Regions from separate parts of the Mus musculus genome. Here regions 1 and 3 are each linked to region 2. The links are chromatin contacts, called in public Hi-C and promoter capture Hi-C maps. All regions are on one chromosome and are shown on one strand. The core of a region is the stretch at or near the end of the contact, and the rest is flanking DNA. Distances in the headings are between cores, read along the strand shown.

Region 1 (4,443 bases), core at 1,479-3,978, 320 kb after region 2:
AAGAAAGGAAGAAAGAAAGAAAGAAAGAAAGGAAGGAAGGAAGGAAGGAAGGAAGGAAGGAAGGAAGGAAGGAAGGAAGAAAGAGAAGGAAGGAAAGAAGGAAAAGAAAGAAGAAAAGCTTCCCACAGCTTGTATACAAGTCAGTGTTACTGGAGGCATCTTGCCAATTGCGGTTCCCTTTTCTCAGATAAAGCTAGCTGTGTCAATTTGACAAAACAATAGCACACCAACCGAGACCCAGAGTTTTTCCTTTCTTCACTGTAAAAGTCATCAACCTCCCAAGGCTTAAAACCCATTCACATAGTTGTAAATATTTTGAACCATTTATCTTTTTCTTTAGTAGGTAAGTTCTTTTTTTTTTTTCCATTTTTTATTAGGTATTTAACTCATTTACATTTCCAATGCTATACCAAAAGTCCCCCATATCCACCCACCCCCACTCCCCTGCCCACCCACTCCCCCTTTTTGGCCCTGGAATTCCCCTGTACTGGGGCATATAAAGTTTGCAAGTCCAATGGGCCTCTCTTTCCAGTGATGGCCGACTAGGCCATCTTTTGATATATATGCAGTTAGAGTCAAGAGCTCCGGGGTACTGGTTAGCTCATAATGTTGTTCCACCTATAGGGTTGCAGATCCCTTTAGCTCCTTGGCTACTTTCTCTAGCTCCTCCATTGGGAGCCCTATGATCCATCCATTAGCTGACTGTGAGCATCCACTTCTGTGTTTGCTGGGCCCCGGCATAGTCTCACAAGAGACAGCTACATCTGCGTCCTTTCAATAAAATCTTGCTAGTGTATGCAATGGTGTCAGCGTTTGGATGCTGATTATGGGGTGGATCCCTGGCTATGGCAGTCTCTACATGGTCCATCCTTTCATCTCAGCTCCAAACTCCGTCTCTGTAACTCCTTCCATGGGTGTTTTGTTCCCAAATCTAAGGAGGGGCATAGTGTCCACACTTCAGTCTTCATTCTCCTTGAGTTTCATGTGTTTAGCAAATTATATCTTATATCTTGGGTATCCTAGGTTTGGGGCTAATATCCACTTATCAGTGAATACATATTGTGTGAGTTTCTTTGTGAATGTGTTACCTCACTCAGGATGATGCCCTCCAGGTCCATCCATTTGGCTAGGAATTTCATAAATTCATTCTTTTTAATAGTTCTTATTCAAATCAGTTCATTAATGCATTTGTCAGATGTCTGCTGTTTAGCCAGTCCATATTGAGAACTGATGTAATGGTACTGAGGTTGTTTAAAGAGTCATTTTTACAGATATTGGCAATTTGCACAGTCCTTGAACACAGTGATTTTTTTTTCTTTTTTATCTTAGCAACTGCTGGCAGAAAATGGATGTAGAATAATGGACAGACCAGATGAATGAATGAAGACTGGACATTTCTCAACGCATCTTTCTCTTCCCTGCAGGAACTTCTGCTTGCAGAGAAGTGGGCGAAAATGAACAAGCTTCCCTTTCCAAAGATCGATCCTTATGTGTTTGATCGGGAAGGATTAAAGGAATGCTATGTTTTTAAACCTAAGAATCCTGATGTGGAGAAGGATTGCCCAACCATTATCCACTTTGTTCTGGCCAACATCAACTTCAGAAAGTACAAGGCCCCAGGTATGTTTCTGTAAAATTGAAGTCTGGCTGGTAGGATGTTTGCTATTACACTGAGATTGTCACATGAACTGTGACTGTGGGGAATGCGCCTCTTACCATGACAAACAGCAGTGACTTGGGAGCCCAAAGCCCTTCCTTCTTTTTTTACCCCAAGATTCATGTTCCTTATAATAGAGAAACTGAAAGAAGAATGACAATCTTAGCTAAAGATGATTAGGGCATTGAACCAGCATCTTGGGTTTGGTAGGTGTCCAATTCATAAAGGATGTTTTAAATAGTTTGACTTTCAACTTTGTGAAATCATGAAAATCAAAATCATGGAAAATTCTTTGGGAGTATTAATTGATCACAAAACTCTCTAAAAAAAAAAACCAAACAAACAAAAACAAAACCCACAGCATAACTGATCATTTTGGGATGTCACATTATATTTTACAGCAAAGGAGATCTAATTCAAGAAATGGTTACTCTGTTTTCTCATATCTGAAGGAGTAGGTAGACTCTAATGCATCCTAAAAGATTCTCATTAAAAAAAAAAAAGCATTCTCCCATCCAAGTACTAACCAGGCCTAACCTGGCTTAGCTTCTGAAATCAGATGAGATCCGGTGCATTCAGGGTGGTATGGCGTTCTTAAGGCTTTAATTGCTAAATATTTCTCAAACCAGAAGATGCAGTTTTCCATTTTGTGATTAGAAATTACCACCCACCCACCACACACAAACTCTGGGTGGTAATGGGATATAGGGAAGTTTTTCCCTAGATTTCTCAGAAGGATAAAGAAGAAGTGAGAGTGGAGTTGTGAGGCAAGTCTCATCCTGGAGAAAGAAGGCTGGCTAGCATCTTTCGTTTTCAAACTGAAACCGTAGTTTCAAATTGAAACCCTGATTTTAAACTGAAAGCAACCTAGATAATATTCTATTACTGGTAGTTCTTGGGGAGAAACCAAGAGGTTGGTAAGTATAGGGACTTCTGATGGTTGAGTAGGGTTCAATGTTTTGGTTTGGATTTCCCCGGAGGAAGATTCTCAGGACAAGCTTCAAGTGCAGAGGGTTTATTTGTAAGGGAGTGAGGAAGTGATACTGGGCAGGGAGACAGACAACATAGCACATGTTTGTATGCCAGCTACTCAGAGAGGAACGTGACCCATCTGGGGAAGGCTATAAGGCAGGAACCCAGGATATGGGGTCATCCTTCCCACCCACGCTAGCAGGCACGGAAGCTGGGTATCTTCCCAACTTGAGTGTGGCTGACTAGGGAATGGAGTAATTTTTTAGAATCACAGGCTTTCTGGTGATTCTCTGTGCTGTCCTTATGCTTGTTTTGTATGTTTTGGAGAATTTTTTTTTAAGTTTTCAAAAGCAAGATGCATATTCTTTTTGGCATATAGGTGTTCTAAGGGAAACCAAAGAAGAGAAAGAAATTGCTGACTTTGACATTTTTGATGACCCCGAATCGCCATTTTCAACCTTCAACTTTCAGTATCCCAATCAAGCATTCAAAAGGCTTCACGATTTGATGTACTTCAACACACTGAACAACATTGATGTGAGTATCTACCACAGCAGATAACATGGAAACTCCTTAGCCTACACATGAATTCATTAAGAAGACAGATATGGCTCTGAGGTGACCATATGCAAAACATGGTGCCTTATTTTCCTGAATGATGTCACTAACATCTAGTAGACACTAAAAAGTCATGAATAAGGACATCACTGTCTGTGGCTAATCAGAACCACACTTTATGCATTGTTTGGTGAAGGAAGTGTTCCTTCTCAGCTTCCCTGATATATATGTATTGTATCCATTTAATGGTAAAAACAATTTATAAAAGGAGGGAAGTAGAGGAAGAGCAGTATATGGGCAGGAGAGAGTGTAACCATGAATGTCATTATTGCAGACATCTCAGCAATGGCATAATGTTTTCAAATGTTTGGTTCTTGTAGATCTTGACAGTATCACCAAATACTCCAGTCCCCTGCATTTCAGCCTTTGAGATAGCCTGTGTGCTTTGTGAAATCGACTTCTGAAGCAAGGCTTTCCCTGCAGTATCAAACATTCTTATCACTAGCATATCTGCTCCTGAAAGTCTTTGTCTGTGAGATTGCTTAGTGTTAAATGCACCCTTTTATAGTGCTGTTGTGTGATTGAGATCATCAACTTGTGGGCCACAATCAAAGCATCTAACGAGTTATTATCACCTGTAAAAGCTGAGCTCATTGGATTAGGAAAGAAAACAAGAAAGGAAAGATAATTAGAGTTGTGTATTATGTATGATTTGGTGATCTATTTGGAAATTATGAATGATTGTGGATTATGAATTATGGAGGTCAATTATGAAGACTTTGAAGGAACACATGGCTGTGTTGTTTCTGTGGAACCTAACTAGATTTGTGCTAAAGGAAAACTGACATCCATCAGTGTTCATGCTTTTTAGATCATTTTCCTTGAGACAGTTAAAGACAGGTCAAATGCAATCATGACACAGTGGCCATAATACTTCAAAATTCAATACAATTTAGTCATCATACAAGAATATTTCTAATAAACTCCAGTTCCTATAAATTCTAAAATTCCTCCTTTTTTGCCCATATTTTCTAGTAGGCAATGACTAATATGCAATGTACTTACCAAAAGTTGTAACACATTATTTGCTTAACAGATGCTTAATAACTCTTACATGGGATGCTTAGTAAAGCTTACATGGGAGTAAATATTTAAAAACCTCATTCTACCTTATTTCTGTAGTGATGCTTATAATTTATAGAAAATAGAGACATGAATTTTGTGACATGAGAAACACAGAGAAAGTTTGAAAATAA
Region 2 (4,192 bases), core at 792-3,291:
TCCATGACACGGTTTGAGTAAAAGCATCACCCCCAGTATGGTCACCAATCCTATTCACCAGTAAGGATGACAAATGACTACTGTCTGTCTTTAAAAAAATTAAAGACTTCCCAAATGAGACATCTCTGCTGTCACTGGGAAGATTCAGAGAAATGCAATGCTACATCAGCTGGCAATTACTAAATAGTTACATCAAAATAATGATTTAAATCAGTATTACAATAAATATTAACTGCTTGTGAAAATTTTCTTGTAATGAATGTAGGGCAGATTTGGCTGATGTGACTGTTCTGGTGTGCTCATTAACATCAGATTTTCCAACAGTCATTTTCCCATTTACTTATTACTGTGAACTAAAGCTAAGTGTGGTGGCTCATGTTTATAATCCCAATATTGGAGAAGTTGAAGCAGCGGGATCAAGGCCAGCCTGGACTACATAAGACTTTGTCTGGAAAAAAAAAGTGTAAATCCTGTAGATGCTCAAACATGTACTTTGCAAAAATTATCCCATCATCTGTGAATTCATATGTAGTACATGTAGACAGAGATTCATAGAAATACAAAAGGCATGGTGTATATTGCCCTGAAATTTGATTTTTTTTCATTCAATACTTAGAGCACAAATATACTTTCCTGGCTTTATTTTTGCTGCTGTTGGTGTTTTTTGAGAATGATCTCACTGTGTTGACTGGGCTGGCCTTGGATTTGTAATCCTCCTAGCTCAGTCTCTCCAGTGTTTGGATATCAGGTATGTGCCATTACCACCCCGGGCTACTTCCATGCTGGCTTTACTGGATACATAGTAATCAGTGGCACATATGCACTGGTAGTTTATCAGTCTTCTAGACTGTCAAAACAAGAATACCCTGAGAAGAACAGCTGGACAACCTGAGCCCTAGGTGCTAGATCTTATGATTGCTGTTATGTTTTTTTTGAAAAAACAAAAACAAAAAAAACAAAAACAAAAAAAACCTTAATACCAGAAAAACCAAGTGGCTTGATTGAGATCATGTAGACGGTGGGAGAATCAGAATCAGAACCCCAGGGTTAACCTTTTCAAGAGGCAAGGACAACTTCCTGTAGTTCCTTGCATCAAAGAAAAATGATTTTAAAAAGAGGAAGAAGCTACTTACGTGCTCAGCATTGAAACGGTGAGGTAGGGGGATTGCTGTCAGTTTGAGATCACTTTGGGCAGCATAGTGAGTTCCAGGCTCTTCTGGGCCACAGAATAAGACTTTGTCAAACACCAACCAGCGATAAACAGTGTAAGATAAAAGGGGCCCCCAAGCCATACCGTGGAGCACATCCATGGTGGGGTCAAAGCAGGCTTTCACTTGAACTCAGGTCTGGAGGTGCTCTAAGGAGAGCAGACAGGAAGATGCGGTGCATTCGTGTTGTCGGGGTGTGGTGAAGAGGAGAGGAAGCAGTTAGGAAAAGTTTGGGAAGGTTTTGTGGGGACTTATTAGGAACAACAAGGAAAAATAGAGGCTTCCCAGCAGCAGGCCAGACAGAATAAGCTGTCTGGACCTAAGGCGGGTGTGGCCAGCATTACCCTTCCCCCTCTGAAGGTACCGCATAGCCAGGGCAGGCAGATGATTAGCAGATGTTTCGAATCAGCCATTCTAGGGAAAATAGACTTCATAAAAGTAAGGAAAAAAATACCATAACGAAATGAAAATTAAATTAAATCCAGAGCTGTAGTTTCAAGGGTTCATATACATTTGCTGTCTGGGATTGAACCTCTTTCAAGCAGAGGACAGAACTCATGCTGACCTGGGTTAGTTCCCAAAGCAAGCCTGGCAGCTTGGCAGGTGACACAGGCATTACACAGCGATGCCTCTCCCAGTGTACGTAGTGGAGCAAAGCAAACGCAGGGGTCCCTCTAAGAGGGAAGTGGTTACGTGGTTGAAAGCAGCTCAGACTTGCACAATACAGAGAGTCCTTGCCGCAGAAAACTCCAAGTGCGTTTTCGTTTTCAAATGATGAATTACACACAGGATTACACAACGATAGTCGCAGACTTCCAATCAGATGGCCTCCATTCCCTCTGCGTTTGCCTCCAAGATCATGCGCGGGACATTCTGAGAAACCATGCCCAGAGACAAAAAGGAAGCTTGGCGTTGTGAAAAAGCCGGCTTTTAATGAGTTGATGTGAAAAGCTGCACGCACATTAGAGTGAGTATTATTATCTGTCAGATGTATCTTATTTAGGAGGGTGGGAAGTCTTTTACAAACCATTTCCTCATGGGCTTAATTGATAGTCCCTGGATTTATTGGTAATGGATTTGTTCCTGTTGTAATTAAGAATTAATATGTTATGACTAAGAGACACTAGCTCCACCACTCTTTCTGTTAGAAACAGTTTAGCTTGCCCCAGAGTGAATAAAGCTTTACACTGTTTAGAGCAATGTGGGTTTGTAATTATTTTTGTTATAAAACTGTATTCTCAATATAAATGATGAACCCATTACCAACAGTTCTTTATTTCTTTTTAGTTTATACATTTTATTTATTGATTGATAATTTTTTTTTTTTCTGTTTTGAGACAGGGCTTTACTCTATAGCCCAGGCTACCTGGGAATTCATTATATATAAGTTAACCTGGAACTCATGAATGTCCTCTTGTCTTAGCCTTCAGAGTTTGGAGATTAGGCCTGTCTAAACCATTTTGTTTGTTTGTTTGTTTTTCTAAAACATGGTTTTCTGTGTCCCTGACTGGCCTTGAACTCTATATGTAATGTAGTCAAGGATAGCCTTGGAATTCTGATTTTTCCTCATATTCATTTCCAGAGCTAGGATTATCAGACACCACCATAGCTGAGTTTTTATGGGGAACTTGGGCTTAAATCTAGGCATTTGTGCATACTGGACATATCCTAAGTGCCTGATAAGTTGGGGGGGGGGAGGCAGAAGAAAGCAAAACAGGGTCTCTCACTTATGTATAGCTTGGAATTCAAAGGGATTCACCTACCTTTGCTTACCAAGTGCTAGAATTAAGGTATATGTCATCACGACCTGGCCCTCATAGCTTTTATAAGCATTATTTTTATTTAAATCCATAAAAGTAAATTTAAGCAACGTTAATTCAGGTGAGCAATGCATTGCTGGCAGCAGAATCAGTATTGAGGGCTGTGGTGCAGGCTCTTCTGCACTTCACAGCTAAGCTGCAGCTTGCTTTTGCAGCTTTTTTTTCCTGGTGTCCCAGAGGGAGAAGGCAGCCTGGCAGGTCTGCATCCTTTGAGTACCACCTCTGCTGCTACTTACAGGTTATATGAAGGTAGGTGAATTGTGGTGCTATCTAATGTTTAGAAAATGTAAACAGTCGCCAGAGGGTGGTTGGTGGTGCATGGCTGGAGTCTTAGCACTAGGGAGGCAGAGGTGGATGGATTTCTGAGTTCAAGACCAGCCTTATCTATGGAGTGAGTTCCAGGATAACCAGGGCTATACAGAGAAACCCTGTCTCCAAAACAAAATAATTCCAAAAGGAAAAATACAAAGAAAAGAAAAAGGAAATGTAAACAGTAATTGGCACTGTGATAACTCAGTGAGCCCATGTCTGTGGAATATAATGTACAGAAAAGAATAAATACAACCTAATTCACACTGTATTATTTCTACACAATTCCTGCCTTATCCTCCATTACTGAATCCTCAGATTCAATCAACTGTACATGAAAGTGTTTACAAAATAGTGTGTGCTGATTGTGTACAGATCTTTTACCCCATCATATTTACGTGAACAATATGATGTACCCACTCTGTAATCCAGAGATAGCAAAGTTGAGGTGAAGATATGTATGAGTTACAAAAATACACTATACTATATTCTGACAGCAGATGCTGGCAAGGATATGGAGAAAGAGGAACACTCCTCCATTGTTAGTGGGATTGCAAGCTTGTACAACCACTCTGGAAATCAGTGAAGCAGTTCCTCAGAAAACTGGACATAGTACTACCGGAGTATCCCACAATACCTCTCCTGGGCATATATCCAGAAGATGTTCCAACCGGTAAGAAGGACACATGCTCCACTATGTTCATAGCAGCCTTATTTATAATAGGCAGAAGCTGGAAAGAACCCAGTTGTTCCTCAACAGGGAAGTGGATACAGAAAATGTGGTACATTTAGACAATGGAGTACTACTCAGCTATTAAAAAGAATGAATTTATGAAATTCCTAGGCAAATGGATG
Region 3 (4,416 bases), core at 263-2,762, 300 kb after region 2:
AACCAGTGAATTATTTTCTAGAATGCTGAAAAAACCCAACCAGCTAAGAGAAGCTTTATCAACAACTGTGCTTCATAAATACCAGAGAATGTTTTTCTTCCTTCTTGGAATATCTTTAGACGATTTTTCCTTTGGAAGATTTTCAACAAATGAACATTAGTGTTTAAACCATTAAATCGTCTGACTCCTCCACTGTGTTCCACTGCTAAGATTTAAAACTACATTTAATATTTTCACAAGGGGTGAATAAATTACATGCACTGAGTATGACTTACGGTTATGGACTCAGCATCATGATAAACTAATCAATTTTGAGACAAGATCTTGCTACGCATCTCATGCTACCTGCCTTAAATTTCCCAGTTGTTGGGATTACAGAGATATGCCACCATGCCTTGTCTTAGGCTAGCTTTTATGATTAAAAGCGTATTTTTGGAACTCATTGCCTTTTCTCTCAAAAGTAGAATCTCACTGAGGACACAAAGTTAAAATCTGGACAAACTAACAATGTACATGTAACATATAATTGTTGGAGTATGTAGATATGACATAGTATGACGTATATCTTTAGTATAGTCATAAAAACACCTCACAGGGACGGGACGATTGAAGTATGATTCAAGTTAGATGTGGAGGCAAAAGGCATCTTTGAATAGGAACGGCATGGAAATATTTAGAAAAAAGCCAAAGGTCTCTTCTAGGGAGTCACTAAAATTCTTGAGCTCCGCATTTTGGAGTCCAGGACTTCCTCACACACTGGTGTAGACTAAACGTCCATGAGAAAGACTTTAGTGCTGAGTTAGGAACAGTTTGCTTTGCAGCTCTGTCTTTACTTAGTTTTATGACAATGGGAAAGAGTTATTGTTTTGGTGCTAGGCAATTAAATTAGTAGGCTAGTGTTTTTGCAAAAGATTTTTTTTTTGTTTCTTTGTAGGGCCTAGAAAGATGGCTCAGTTAAAAACACTTGATATTTTTGGAGAAGACCTAAATTAGGTTCTCATGATAGATAACAACTATCCTCACTTTCAGTTTCAGAGAAGCCTGTGCCTTCTTCTGATATCCATGGGTACCAGTCATACATGTATGTGGTACACATACATACATGTAGGCAGAATATTTATATACAAAAATAATGTCTTTAAAAATGTTTTCAAAGGTAACTGGACAGATGGTAGAAGAGGAGATGCTTCTTATTTCCAAATTCAAATTGAATCCCTGCGATGAGTTCCTGAGGGCAGGGAGACACTCTTTAAGAAAGAAACAAGTAGGAAGATGTTCAGGGCTAGTCTATTATGATGACAACTTTCACAGACTCAAACAGTTTTCAGCAATTGGTGAAGCAGTCAGTCAGTAGCACAGTTGTCTGGGCTGTGATAATGTAGTTTACCAAATAAGTAGGAGAGGAGGGAAGGTGATTTTTTTTTTCAGACAAGGCCAGTGGGAGGTGATGATAGAACATCTGAGTGTAGTCCTGAGCAGGAAGTGGGAGTGAGCAGATGGGGGTACAGGAGTGAGGCTGAAATTGAAATGCATGAGTCAACAGCTAGAGAGCTGGAGGAAGAAGCCTTCAGCAAGGGGTGGAGGGGAGATCTGAGTTTTGCAAAATGTCTGTTATCACAATGGATAAGCCAACAGAAGCAATAAAGGAGGGATCAATCAAAGGGAAAGAGGAAATTTTCACAAGGTTCCAAGACAGTGCTAGACATGGAAACACTGACACAGGAGTTTGCCAGGTACCCTCTGCCTCACTGCTAGTCCTGTCTCACCAATGCCACACTACTCAGTTTAAAACAGGCCTCTGTCCTATGGAGCATCTGTAGGGGTCCCATTCAGGTTGGATTTGAATGAACCATTCTAGCTCATCGCAATTATGATTTTACAACTTCCTTTTTGAAAGAGGCTAGTGTTCTTCTCCCTTGAGTAAACAGTACAGGTTAAGTAGGATTTATTTTTTTCTTAAATGATAAAATTATTCTTGGGCATTCAAATGCTTGAAAGTTAAAATCTTTCCCATAGTTGATATGGTTCAGTATCCCCGTTGAGTCAAATAATCAAACAGCTGGTATTTGTTGAATAGGAGAGACCAGCATTTGACTGGGATAACTAATACAGGAAGAGTGCCCTTCCCCACAGTGAGTTCAGATCAAGTATTACCACAAAACAATCACAGAATGGCTTGTGATTTTTGTGATCATTTGCATTTTGGTTCTTGAATGATATATTTGAGACAATATCACCTCACAAAAATAAACGGAACAAAACTGGGGTGGGATAAGATTGGGAGTGGAGATGGAGTTACATGATGTTGGGGCTTTATAGAGAATTCCTAATAACGGCATCAAAGTCAGGATTGAAAGAAGCCATGTAATTGCAGAAGGGAACAGTGAGTAGAGGACCCTGTGGAAACGGCCTTGATTTCCAAGGAATAGCAAGAGAGTTTGCATGATTAGGGTGTGTGATGGCAGAGTTGATGGGAGACTGCTCAAACTGGGCAGATGGAGAGTAGGCTGCCTTTCAATTCAGAGCCTAAGAAGGCAGCCTTAGAAGGCTTTCAATTGGTATCAGTGTTCTGTGATTTCTATTTTCCTATGTTTATTTTGAAACTAGTAGGTGGGAATCAGAATGGGGGATGCTGAGGGAAAGAAGAGGGTTGAGACATTTTAGGAAGTCACCATGGAGATCCAGGGAGAGGGCGGAGCACTCTGTGTAGTGTGGTGATGGTTTCTGTGGTGATGATGCTATATGGAAGCATGTCTGATGATCGACCCTATAGCACTTGAGTTTTCAGATGTGAACTATTATGTCAAGGGAGGCAGTCACAAAAGATGTTAAAGTAAGATTAATGCTGTGAACAGTGGTGCTAAGAAGGGAAGCCAAAAGGAACAGTACGTATAGCAAGCAAGAGTCAGATCCCAGACATTCTCACTAAAGTGAAGATCACGATTAGACACAGTGATGCCATAGGCAGACCACAAATATTGCAATGGCTGCTATTAACTGAGCTATTGAGATGTGTCATGGCTTTCCCGATGCTTCCTACATTTCTTAGCTCACTGGGGCTTTAATCTTACAAACCATCTACTGACTTTATTCATGCTAAGATTAGGGCATTAAGACCGGAGGAGATAGTTGATTTAGTCAGATGAGCACAGTTAGCGAGCCCCAGCTTAGGGATGGATCCCAGACTGTCTGGCTCCACTGCTTCTGTTGGGCAGTGTACCTTCCTATTCCGGGCTTGGTGTATTGCTAAGAAATCAGAATCACAATTTGGCATTATGGTTGGGACTTTAGAACAAATGACTAACAGAATAAAAGTTGAATAAAGGTACTGAAAATTCTTCCCCATTTTGTTAGAGGTTTGATTTACTATAAGGAGTTTGATTTCTTTAGTCTCCTTAATGGATTTTATGCCCGAGTTAGACTTCTTCACTCAGTTTTACAGTCTTAAATTTAAGATGGGCTATGCAAAAGAAGTCTGAATTTTTAAATAGAAAAAGATATTCACTTTGTGCCGATTAGAAGGGAACTTTTATATTGTCTTTTTCATCTGTTTTTCTTCCTCAATCACTAAAGAGTGTCATAAGGATTGTTTTTTTTTTAAACTAGCTTAAATAAGTGAAATTAATCATGGTTCTGTTAAAGCCACTATTAACTATGTGTGACTATATATGTCAGTATGTCATTTTTCTATTAATGAAGTGTCTTGTTTCTAAAATGCTTCTAGATTGGGTGGAATTTAGTCCATATGAGATTGGCATGGCAAAATATGGTACCTTTATGGCTCCTGACCTATTTGGAAGCAAGTTTTTTATGGGAACAGTTGTAAAAAAATATGAAGAAAACCCCTTGCATTTCTTGATGGGTGAGTGATCAAACCCTCTCCCTCTCTCCCTCTCTCCCTCTCTCCCTCTCTCTTTCTCAACTAACTTAAATTTGAATGCATTTGAAGTTACTGTTTTTCTCTTTTATTCTAGGTGTCTGGGGCAGTGCCTTTTCTATACTGTTCAACAGAGTTTTGGGAGTTTCTGGCTCACAGAATAAAGGCTCTACAATGGAAGAGGAATTAGGTATTGTAAAAGGCTTCGGATGATGAAAAGCTACACTGATAATTAACTATACTGATAAACGACTCACATATATGTGGAGAACATTAAATCTTCATAAGGATTTAATTCTGAATTCATCAGTAACTTGGTTGAAACAATTTAAGTGTTTCCTAAAAATCATGTCCAAATTATTGAAGCACTGTTAATGGCATTTCAGTTGTGAAATTTACAAAGATTACTCGTTGTTCCTAAGAAGAGCTTTACATCTGGCATTCGTTTCTAGCTTATCAGATGATTCTAGTACACACTACAAAAGCAAGAACAAAAAGCAGATAAATTAAGTCATGTCTTGTAAGCTAAAACTAATGGT

The links. Promoter capture Hi-C pulls out the DNA fragments that hold promoters and counts their contacts. Hi-C and Micro-C count contacts between places; a contact is called where the count stands out from the background.
Region 1: a Hi-C map of bone marrow-derived macrophages shows a contact between it and region 2, with 25 read pairs. The contact joins the enhancer-like site here to the promoter of Ptgs2os2 in region 2. A contact is called at or near these places in 5 of 39 promoter capture datasets (the C10 cell line, HPC-7-derived erythroid cells, embryonic stem cells and 2 more), 2 of 15 datasets of contacts at CTCF or cohesin (the NIH/3T3 cell line and large pre-B cells), 12 of 484 Hi-C or Micro-C datasets (bone marrow-derived macrophages, embryonic fibroblasts, embryonic stem cells and 3 more), 6 of 115 datasets of contacts at active chromatin or transcription factors (the HPC-7 cell line, the NIH/3T3 cell line, bone marrow-derived dendritic cells and 3 more) and 1 of 9 other capture datasets (embryonic stem cells).
Region 3: a contact with region 2 is called in a promoter capture Hi-C map of hippocampal neurons, with 3 times the contacts expected there. The contact joins the enhancer-like site here to the promoter of Ptgs2os2 in region 2. A contact is called at or near these places in 1 of 39 promoter capture datasets (hippocampal neurons), 2 of 15 datasets of contacts at CTCF or cohesin (the NIH/3T3 cell line and large pre-B cells), 11 of 484 Hi-C or Micro-C datasets (bone marrow-derived macrophages, embryonic stem cells and uterus), 4 of 115 datasets of contacts at active chromatin or transcription factors (the HPC-7 cell line, acute myeloid leukemia, fibro-adipogenic progenitors and 1 more) and 1 of 9 other capture datasets (embryonic stem cells).

The regions. Positions count from the first base shown.
Region 1 is chr1:149,839,341-149,843,783 of GRCm38.p6, reverse strand. It overlaps Pla2g4a (phospholipase A2, group IVA (cytosolic, calcium-dependent)), which reads left to right. Exons shown (of 18, transcript NM_008869.4): 16 at 1,425-1,620; 17 at 3,009-3,166. Among named protein-coding and RNA genes, the nearest start is that of Pla2g4a, 120 kb to the left of the region's middle. Within about 2 kb of position 2,728, at least 34 of the 459 cell types and tissues checked have an H3K27ac peak or open chromatin away from gene starts, as enhancers often do. A contact at or near this core is called in bone marrow-derived dendritic cells, bone marrow-derived macrophages and macrophages, where this site is marked.
Region 2 is chr1:150,162,797-150,166,988 of GRCm38.p6, reverse strand. It overlaps Ptgs2os2 (prostaglandin-endoperoxide synthase 2, opposite strand 2), which reads left to right and starts at 2,041. Exons shown (of 2, transcript NR_110420.1): 1 at 2,041-2,175.
Region 3 is chr1:149,864,562-149,868,977 of GRCm38.p6, reverse strand. Pla2g4a (phospholipase A2, group IVA (cytosolic, calcium-dependent)) reads left to right here. Exons shown (of 18, transcript NM_008869.4): 11 at 3,725-3,862; 12 at 3,975-4,067. Among named protein-coding and RNA genes, the nearest start is that of Pla2g4a, 95 kb to the left of the region's middle. Within about 2 kb of position 1,512, at least 17 of the 459 cell types and tissues checked have an H3K27ac peak or open chromatin away from gene starts, as enhancers often do. A contact at or near this core is called in hippocampal neurons and uterus, where this site is marked.